Linked DNA regions of Zea mays: region 2 is linked to region 1. A link is a contact called in public Hi-C data. All regions are on one chromosome and are shown on one strand. The core of a region is the stretch at or near the end of the contact, and the rest is flanking DNA. Distances in the headings are between cores, read along the strand shown.

Region 1 (5,417 bases), core at 1,533-4,032:
TCGTTGTCTTCCCATTACTGAAGTATTTACTTGCCTACCAGGTACTCTTACACGGCTGTGGTTCTCAATTTCAGTCAGTCATGGGCCTTATACTGTCTCGTTCAGTTCTATGCTGTGATAAAGGATGAGTTAGCTCATATAAAGCCTCTTGCAAAGTTTCTGACATTCAAGTCTATTGTGTTCTTAACATGGTGGCAAGGTATAGCAATTGCACTGCTCTTCAACTGGGGTTCGTTGAGAGGCCCTATTGCTCAAGAATTGCAGTTCAAGTCAAGTATCCAAGACTTTATTATCTGCATAGAGGTGGTTAACTACTATTATACGTTTTCAGTATATTATTCAGCATTTGTCTGTATGGGAACCTTTGCTGTTAGTAGTTTGAAGAGGGCATGTTCTGTAGGTCAATATTTATGCATGCTTGCATTTGAAGTGTACACTAACAGTCTTCTGTACTGTGTGCAGATGGGTGTTGCTGCCGTTGCCCACCTGTATGTCTTCCCTGCGAAGCCATACGAGCTAATTGGTGATTGTTTTGTTGGAGATGTTTCAGTTCTTGGAGATTATGCTTCTGTCGACTGCCCTCTAGACCCCGATGAAGTCAAGGATAGTGAGCGCCCAACCAAGTTTAGGCTCCCCCAGCCAGATGATCATGTTAGGTGTTCCACTGCCATAAAAGAAAGCGTCCGTGATGTCGTACTTGGGGGCGGTGAATACGTAAGGGGACAGATGCTCATATACCTTCATCTGTTTTACTCGAAATTACTAATGTTTTCCCTATGTCAGCTAAAGTGAAATCTCACCCGACCAATCTTGCAGATTGTGAATGACTTGAAGTTTACCGTGAACCATGCTGTGGAACCCATCAATGAAAAGCTGCACATGATATCCGAGAACATCAAAAAGCGTGAGAAGGGAAAGAGGAAAACGAATGATGATAGCTGCATCAGTTCACCAACATCCTTGACCAGGGTCATCAGTGGGATTGATGATCCGCTCCTGAACGGAAGCTTGAGTGACAACAGCGGTCCAAAGAAAGCACGGAGGCAGCGCAGGAAATCAGGCTATGCAAGCGCAGAGAGCGGTGGGGAGAGCAGCGACCATGGCCTAGGCGGGTTTGAGATCCGAGGGAACAGATGGATTACTAGGGAGTGACAGCTAGGAGCAATCTGTGGAGATACTATGTAAATGTCACAGGAGTTGGCCTGTGGTGATGTGCGATAACCGGGCCAGTGGGTTCTGAGCGTAAGACGAGGTCTCTAGCAATGATATGTTGTAGCGTGACTAAATCGAGATGAGCAATCAGGTTGTTGTCTGTTGATTCTTTCGGCTGACCATTTCGGCTGCTGAGGCCTTGATCCTGTATTTGAGATGTCAGGCCTACTTAGAGCAAATGCTGGAAGGAAGCAATGTGCCTGTTCTGAGGTCCCTCCAGCATCACTTGTAATTTGTAAAGTACTCAAGTACAGACTAGAACTAGTCATGCATACCAGAAGAATAGATAGATGTTTCAGAAGTTGAGGCCTGAGATGCCGTGCCACTCTATTTGCTCTGTTTCATGCTTTGCCGTTATTATATCACTATTTTCACTGTTCATTCTAAGGCCGTTGTCACACGGGTACCAGAAGAGCAGAACACCTTTTTACGTTCCTTTTGCTGCTATGGATGGACTTCGAGAGTTCCTTGAGAAAGCACTCTCATCTATCTTTCCAATTCCTTGTTTCCTTGTGGATCCTGATCACTGAAGATGGCCATTTGATTTTTCACTTTTCAGTTATATATAAAGTGAAGACGGTTGTCTCACGCAATATGTGAAGTGCAAGATGAGCTCTACACTGCAAGGAACCCCAAGAAAAAACCACAGGTAAGTTTGTCTGATTGACAACGGCTAGAGCTGTCTGACGATGCAGATGACTCCGCATGTTCATTCATCACTTTAATTTGTTAGAAAAGCTACACAAAAAGCACATCAGAAAAAAAGAAGAAAAAGCTATTTAGTGGTACTACTAGTTGCAACTTGCAATAATGATGATGATAAATCTGCACAAGCCATAGCTATGCTATATGCTATAGCTATGTATATGTACACAAAAAATACATTTTTTGTGCTATTTTTTTTACCGCTAGTATAATATCCATGTCTTGCTACAACACACAATCATATTTAATACCTATAAAAAATAAATTTAATATTAAAATAAACATATGGTCCACACCATATATTAAACTGCTAAAAACAAATATTATAACTCATTTGATCGTTCATCCTCTTTCGGTTAGTGAGGTGGACAGTGAGAGCGCTGCATCGTGTTATTGGGTTTGACTGGTTTCTCACGGCTCATCTGTGTTGTAACGACCTATCTATGGTCAAACAAACTATTAGGATTATTGTTAGGCGAAAAATGAGGGAGATAAATAAACCTATAAGCAGGACACATGAAACATATGCTTTAAACAGTAGAGATTAACAACATAAAATAAAAAAAGGCAAACCGGGAAGCGTGCAAGCCCAAAGGCCAATCGGCCCAGAACCAGCTCCACGGTTGTTCGTGTCCGCCCACGTGGCACGCCCGGCCATTCCGGGCCCACAGATCCGGCTCAGGGTCATGTGCCACTGCCATGGCCCCCTCCTTGTCGCAGCGGCAGATTGCGACGGGGAAGAAAGGTGAGGAGACCAAGCGAAAAAAATCACGCTTTCATTGCGAGGGGGGAGGATAGGGAGGAAGACGCCAAGCCAGCTCCAGTCCGGCACCCGATATAAAGCGGCAGGCACTTGGATTGCTGACGAGATGGGACTCACACGCCGTCACAATGCTGTGCCTCGTGTCGCCCTCTTCCTCGCCGACTCCGCTTCCGCCGCCGCGGCGCTCTCGCTCGCATGCTGATCGGGCGGCACCGCCGGGGATCGCGGTAAGCTGCGGCGATCCGGGGGCTGGTGGATTTACTACTTTTGCTTTTTTTTCTTCTGTACTGATGGTTCATAGTTTCGCAGGGTGGCGGCAATGTGCGCCTGAGTGTGTTGTCTGTCCAGTGCAAGGCTCGCCGGTCAGGGGTGCGGAAGGTAGATCTTTCCCCAGATTAGAACACGTTGTTACGGACAAAATGGAATTTGGTAGTAGTTTTGGAGAGAGAAAAAAAACTCTGGAATTTGTGGATTGGGTCTCGCTCTCGCTTTGGATTTGGCTCTAGTGCTTTGTTATCAGTAGTAATCATTTTACCAAGTCTAGCGGATCTCAGATTTCAACTGAAGTTGTTTAAATTTTGGTGGTTGGTTTTCTTCAGCCATCCTAATCATTTATTACATAATAATTAGTTGAAATAAAGTGCTATATTTGATATTTCTGTGGTTGCTGCAGCAGCTAATTAGCTTCACTACATTTTCACGTGTTAGCTTCTATTGCTCGTGTAATTCTGAATCTGGCTTTAACGCACTGTGCAAGGTCAAGAGCAAATTCGCCACTGCAGCTACTGTGCAAGAAGATAAAACTATGGCAACTGCCAAAGGCGATGTCGACCATCTCCCCATATACGACCTGGACCCCAAGCTGGAGATATTCAAGGACCATTTCAGGTACCGGATGAAAAGATTCCTAGAGCAGAAAGGATCAATTGAAGAAAATGAGGGAAGTCTTGAATCTTTTTCTAAAGGTTAGGCTTAATACATTCAAATGCTAATACAAGGACCATTTCACAATATTTATAGCACCTGCCCATGCCGCAAAATATTATCTGCATCATCAACATTTCCGGATTTTGTATTTTTTTCAGGCTATTTGAAATTTGGGATTAATACAAATGAGGATGGAACTGTATATCGTGAATGGGCACCTGCTGCGCAGTAAGTTCTAATGTTGTCATGCAAACATGATGTACTGGCGGGGTATCGTTTTTTCCCATTTTGCTTGTGAAGAGATATCGTCTGATAGTAACTATATTAAAAAAAAAGAACAGCTAAAACACAGGAGAGTAATCAATGTTTGGGAGTAGAAAACTGTTCGGATATTTCATTCTTGTGCAAGACTGTCATGTCTTAGCTGAGGAGGCTATTTTTTTTCTTGCTGTGATTACATAATGCTGTTTTCTTCTTATGACAATATACTTTCCACTATTTTAATAGATTGATGCATTTGACTTGAGTTTTTTACTCATGGGTGTAGGGAGGCAGAGCTTATTGGTGACTTCAATGACTGGAATGGTGCAAACCATAAGATGGAGAAGGATAAATTTGGTGTTTGGTCGATCAAAATTGACCATGTCAAAGGGAAACCTGCCATCCCTCACAATTCCAAGGTTAAATTTCGCTTTCTACATGGTGGAGTATGGGTTGATCGTATTCCAGCATTGATTCGTTATGCGACTGTTGATGCCTCTAAATTTGGAGCTCCCTATGATGGTGTTCATTGGGATCCTCCTGCTTCTGAAAGGTCTCTTTCTACTGTCCTGGACCACATTGTAAACTTAAGCAATAGACCTTAGCAGACAAAAATATATGACAAAATTATAGTACCTTTTACCTCTGGTTTGCAGGTACACATTTAAGCATCCTCGGCCTTCAAAGCCTGCTGCTCCACGTATCTATGAAGCCCATGTAGGTATGAGTGGTGAAAAGCCAGCAGTAAGCACATATAGGGAATTTGCAGACAATGTGTTGCCACGCATACGAGCAAATAACTACAACACAGTTCAGTTGATGGCAGTTATGGAGCATTCGTACTATGCTTCTTTCGGGTACCATGTGACAAATTTCTTTGCGGTTAGCAGCAGATCAGGCACACCAGAGGACCTCAAATATCTTGTTGATAAGGCACACAGTTTGGGTTTGCGAGTTCTGATGGATGTTGTCCATAGCCATGCAAGTAATAATGTCACAGATGGTTTAAATGGCTATGATGTTGGACAAAGCACCCAAGAGTCCTATTTTCATGCGGGAGATAGAGGTTATCATAAACTTTGGGATAGTCGGCTGTTCAACTATGCTAACTGGGAGGTATTAAGGTTTCTTCTTTCTAACCTGAGATATTGGTTGGATGAATTCATGTTTGATGGCTTCCGATTTGATGGAGTTACATCAATGCTGTATCATCACCATGGTATCAATGTGGGGTTTACTGGAAACTACCAGGAATATTTCAGTTTGGACACAGCTGTGGATGCAGTTGTTTACATGATGCTTGCAAACCATTTAATGCACAAACTCTTGCCAGAAGCAACTGTTGTTGCTGAAGATGTTTCAGGCATGCCGGTCCTTTGCCGGCCAGTTGATGAAGGTGGGGTTGGGTTTGACTATCGCCTGGCAATGGCTATCCCTGATAGATGGATTGACTACCTGAAGAATAAAGATGACTCTGAGTGGTCGATGGGTGAAATAGCGCATACTTTGACTAACAGGAGATATACTGAAAAATGCATCGCATATGCTG
Region 2 (5,417 bases), core at 2,152-4,651, 820 kb before region 1:
AAAGTCAGTAATAAAAAATAACAGAAATTTGGATGAATACCGGCACTTGCTTGAGGAGCGGGGGCACTAGGATTTTCTGCAAACTGTCCAGTAGAGGGTAGTGCGGTGCCCTCAGCCCAAATAGCATCTGTTACTGTGTCAGGAAGAGGACGGTGCTCTCGATGTCTCTCCATTAAGTACACAGCAATACAAAATTCCTTGAAAGATAGCATCCCATCCTTATCCTGGTCGGACAAATCCCACACCTTCCTTAAGACATCTGTAGGTGGAGAGGCAGATTCTTTTTAGGAACTTTTGAAGTAAGAGGAATTGAAACAGAAATCATTCACAGTAGAGGAACAAGATAGTAAATATGTAACACTCTAGGGCAACTTTGACATTGATAAGACAAGTTGTAAATTGAAATAAGGAATAACATAGTATTGCGGTAATGCTCCGAGACACTCGATTCCCACATATAATTCACAGCAAATAGAAAACATGGATCCAATGATATGCGAAACAATATGTCAAATAAATGTGATGCTAGTAAAGAGAAAAATAACTGAGCAACAATGTATACATGTATTGACACAAGTAGTAGCATGCAACCAGTTTGGAACGAATTTGGTATCCACAAAAACTAAGGATACATCTAATAAATCATCTAAAATACATGTTTCGCAGCAAAAAACAATGGTATGAGAAAAACTACAAAACAATAAATGGCCATCTAAAACTAGCAATTCTTATTTCACAAGTGTATTGATTTGTCTGCAGGTTAAACAATACTTTAATTACTGATACGTAATTTGTAGAATCAGCAGCAGGACAAAAAAAAATAGCGTGCAAGGGCTATGTTGTGGTATCTAGAGAAGGCAGAGTAAGTATAAACTATAAAGATATGTGATGTACCTCTTGGAAGCCTCCAACTTAAAAATAGATTCCTTGCCTCTTCACCAGTGATTTTCCCATCACGATCCCTGTCTACCTTGATAAATACAATCATGTATTTTCTGACATCTACTTGAGTGATTTTCGGCCATGGTGCCTGAGGCTGGCTTGGGCTTGAAGGAATTTGTCCAGTGGGAATATTTGAACTCACTGGTCCTGGAGCACTTGGTGTAGCATTAAATTGTTGTTGCCTCGGAGGTGGCTGATTGTGTGGCAACTGGCTAGTATGAGGAGAAAGCGAGGATATACTCTGCACAGGACCAGCCTGCATTGGCTTAGGAGGGTGATGATGTCCAGCAGCTGAGGCAGGAGGGGTAGAGCTGAGCAGATTGTTTGGAACGTTGGGGGGAAAAGGTGAACCCTGTTCTGGTCGTGGAGTTGCAGAGAAAGGGTCAGCACCAAAAGTTGAGTTTGACGACAATCCATTACCCAATGGCACCAACGCCTTGGAGTCATTGACTGATGGTTGGGAAGACATCACGTTCAAATTTGTTGAAATTGCATTGACACCTGGTGTATGAGAATTGTAGCCTGGTACAGGAGCTGAATTCTGCACTGAGATTCCCGCACTGCTAAGGTTGGCCTGTGGAGAAATACCTCTTGTTGGAGTTTGTGAAGTTGCACCCAACGGACTTGCACTTCTCTTACCACTGAACCAATCAGTTGCTAGACTTGGTGTGGTTGAGCTAGTATGGTTTATCCCAGTGGGACCACTTCCTACGGGTGGCCTTGAGGCAACTCCCTGACCATGAGCAGGGGGCGCAGTGTTTGCATTTGGAGGTTGTGGTGGCCTGACTTGTGGATTTGACGATATACCAGGAAGCCCTTGTGTCCCTCTTACGACAGGAGTCTGCTGAACAGGACCTGGTGCTTGAGTGGCATTCGGGAGGTTAGCTACGCTACTTGCCTGAGGAGCAGCTGTAGAAACATTTATCCGAGGAGCAGGGATTTTCGCAGCAGCTGGGCCGAATAATGCTGATCTAACAATATCAGGTGTCAATTCTCGGCCGCTCTGAGCTACTGTGACAAGTTTGAGTGCATTGAAGAAGTCTTCACGCCCAAGAAAACCAGACCGGTTTTTATCAGCATACGTCCAAATCTGAACCGGAGAAGAGAAAAATACAAAGCTATGAGTGGAAGTAAACAGAAATGAAGTGTGCGCAGTTCAATAGTGTTTGAGTTACTAATAATAATAACAGCATCCCAATAGATTGCATTTTGCAAATAAATAAATAAATAAATAAACCACGATTGATTGCAGAGTAGATTCGGATAGCAGAAGTGAAATGTGCAGGTCTGCTGGGGTCCAAATAGGGATGGATCCAGATACTTATTCAGATATTAATTTTTTGGTCTTCTTTCTTCGATTGCGAACGAATGTAAATTTATATTCTTGTTTTCAGCAATGAGCTAATTAAGATTCATAAAAAGTAAACCCCAAAATTGTTCTATATATTTTTAAATAATTGATATAAAATTTGGATACAGATATGAATTCGGATTCGAATGTTTTTTCACCTTTTACATCGTAGTGAGAAAATAATGCAAAAAAATATATACAAAATTTTATTCTTGTCTTCTATAATATTCTTAACAACATGACTAAAATTTAGCACTAAATTATATTTATATATATATATATATATATGTTAAGATATAAAAATTGTCATATAATTCGGATGTTTAGGATCCATCCCTGGGTCCAACGAACGGGCTAAACGTAATCTTGTACTCCGCTCAGATTGGATCCTAAATGCAAATTAGGCTCATGGCGCTCAAATGGAAAGCCCCAATCTGTGGCCTAAACCTTGGTTCCCGACACTTGGTACTAAGCAAGCAAGCACAACCGTTGAAACCCCACTCGGTGTTCCAAGCTTGGATGAGCGAACCTTGGTATTACAGAAACATGACAAGCAAAGTGCGAGCTAGAGTGCCTAATTACACAGCTGGATCAAGGCAGGAGTAGCAGGACACATTTAAGCATGAGCACTGAAAAGTAACTTAAGGTTGATTCCTTGGGAAGTAGTGGGATACAGCGACATCCATCCATAAACCAAAATGAGCAACGCGGGATCCAGAATCTCGGCTCCCGTAGCCCAAGGGAGCTCGAAATTCCGACCGAGCAACTAGGCCGCACCGACCAGGCACCCTGCGATTCGAACCGCACGGGGGGTGGCTGGACTGCACAGATCGCCGTGGTAGGAGCGGCGCGGCGCTGGGGAGGAGAGAGAGGAGATCTGAGGACCACCTGCGCGAGGACGGGCTGGGGCAGGCCGGAGCCCTTGAAGAAGGCGACGGCCTCCTGGCCGCTGATCCGGCCGTCGCGGTCCAGATCTGCGGCGCGGAAGTAGGCGTCGAAGGCCGCCTCCATCGCCCCCCGGGCGTGGGCGATTGGGCGGTGGGTGTCGCCGGCGGCGAGGGCCACCGGCCCGGCGAGATCGGGGGCGCGGCCGCGGGGGAGTGTGCGCGGGTCGGCGTGCGGTGCGGGTGCCTCCGACTCCGATGGTTGTCTTGTGCCCGTCCCGTCCGGAGATGTGTTGGCCTTGGTTTTCTACCTCAGGGACCTTTCTGTAAAACTGCCCGTACAAGTGCTTAGTGCTAACCATCTTCTACTCTCTTGACGGTGGCGAACTGACGACCAGCCTTCTTGAGGGAGTTAGTGATTTTAACAACCAAACTCAAGTGTAAAATGTTCATCTTGGAGGTGGTTGTGGGATAATGTATGTATGTACCATAGCTGACAGCTGTACAATGGACTGTGCTAGTACTAGTAGTGGGGATGAGAGAGCTTCACCTAATCTCTCACACACACAACACAAAGCTAGTGGGTGTTTATGATTGCTCTAAGTTCCAGCATGTTGTAGTTTATAATCTAAATTTAAATGTTTTTAAAAAATATGAAGGAATGACTTATTTAGATGTCTTTTAAGGGTTTGCAACTCCCAACTCCATGATTTTCTAGAACATCTAATAATTTGCTTCACTAACTCCACCAAAATTTCCGGAGCGGGGGACATCTCAAACAGTGCGTCGGTAACTAACAGTTAAAAGCTACTATATACTCCCTCTGTTTTCACATGATTTAGTCGTTTTAGATTGGTTCTAAGTCAAGCTATTTTAAATTTAACCAACAATATATAAGATTAAATTATTTTATGCTAGAAGAATAAGATATTATGGCAGTTCAAGTCATGATAAGTCTAACAACTTTACTTTTATGTTGTAAAAAATTTTTCGATATAACCGGTCGAAGTTAATAATGATTGACTTAAGATAAATTCAAAACAACTAAATTATACAGACGGATGGAGTAGTAGAGTTAACCTGAAATTCACAAAGATTATATAACGACGATGAGGTGATAGAACACCATCCATGTGGTTTTTGGGACCCACTGGCGTTGTCAATTTAACTCGCATGTGAGCAACCCGCGGACAGACTACCACAGTGTCTCTGCAAATCAAAAAGGGAAAAGGAAAAGAAGCACATGTCGCGGTGGGTGTACGTACGGTACTCGATCCGAGGCGTTTGTTTTTGTCCACATGAACACGTTTTTTTCTTTTCTTTTCTTTTGTCCTAGATTAATATGACGCTTCATACACCTCGCATTTCAACCTACATGAGGGCAGCTTCAGTTTCAGTTCATTAGTGGATTTTGTCAGCTTGGCTTAAACATATCGAGTAAGGTGTTTTATTTTGCTTATGCGGAAGCGATTCGTTTATTTGATGGCAATTCCAGATTATACGTACAAAAATTATTATCTTTTCGTTAACATATATATTATTGCGTGCAACACTGGTCGTTGGTCGTATATTATTGCGCCAGCATCCCACATCTTATCCATGCTCCACTTCAATTTAGCGTAATACTTGGTCAAACATAAGATAATTTGTCTTGTTTTTTTTGTCAAACATGAGATAATCTGTAATTTCCTGGAGAAAACTAGAACGTCATTTTGTTCAGACAGAGGGAGTAGCAATCATGTAGGAGTATGCATCATCTGTGCTAGATCCACCAGCAGCAGCAGCAGAAGAGAGAAAAAATCTAGGTGCACCTGTGGCCACCAGGTCCACCACCATCACTCATGCTTGCCATACCAGCAACAGTACCCATGCTGCTCCCAACTTTCCTATCACCACCAGGTTATCACAAGTCAACTGAATTCTGGTACTAGCTAAGCTAGGCATGGTGTCTTCTCCAGCCACACCATGGTGCTGGCATCAAACACAGACAAACACTCAACTGAATTCTGGTAATCTGGTTACACATGGTGCAGGTGCCACAACATGCAGGGCGCCCTCAAGACAGTAGTCATCACTCATCACCATCACAAAATATACTCACATGTGAAAACAAATAGGATCTAACATCTTGCAATTCCAATGGCCCTTCCATGTTCAGCCACCCATGAATATTGTGATCGGTATAAAAAACGATCTGGAAAAGTAACATCATCCAAAGAACCTGAATGCTAGTCCATCAT

The links. A called contact is a pair of places that touch in the nucleus more often than the background predicts.
Region 2: a Hi-C map of ear shows a contact between it and region 1, with 2.1 times the contacts expected there. The contact joins the promoter of LOC100193029 here to the promoter of LOC542315 in region 1. A contact is called at or near these places in 2 of 25 Hi-C or Micro-C datasets (ear and tassel).

What each region holds. Positions count from the first base shown.
Region 1 is chr5:65,203,255-65,208,671 of Zm-B73-REFERENCE-NAM-5.0, reverse strand. LOC542315 (starch branching enzyme 1) reads left to right here and starts at 2,782. Exons shown (of 14, transcript NM_001111900.1): 1 at 2,782-2,907; 2 at 2,990-3,058; 3 at 3,438-3,645; 4 at 3,766-3,835; 5 at 4,155-4,421; 6 at 4,525-5,417. The coding sequence starts at 2,809. LOC103626470 reads left to right here. Exons shown (of 9, transcript NM_001368267.1): 7 at 42-303; 8 at 463-714; 9 at 817-1,321. The coding sequence ends at 1,152.
Region 2 is chr5:66,027,202-66,032,618 of Zm-B73-REFERENCE-NAM-5.0, reverse strand. LOC100193029 reads right to left here and starts at 3,401. Exons shown (of 13, transcript NM_001347132.1): 1 at 3,182-3,401; 2 at 895-2,032; 3 at 41-259. The coding sequence starts at 3,304.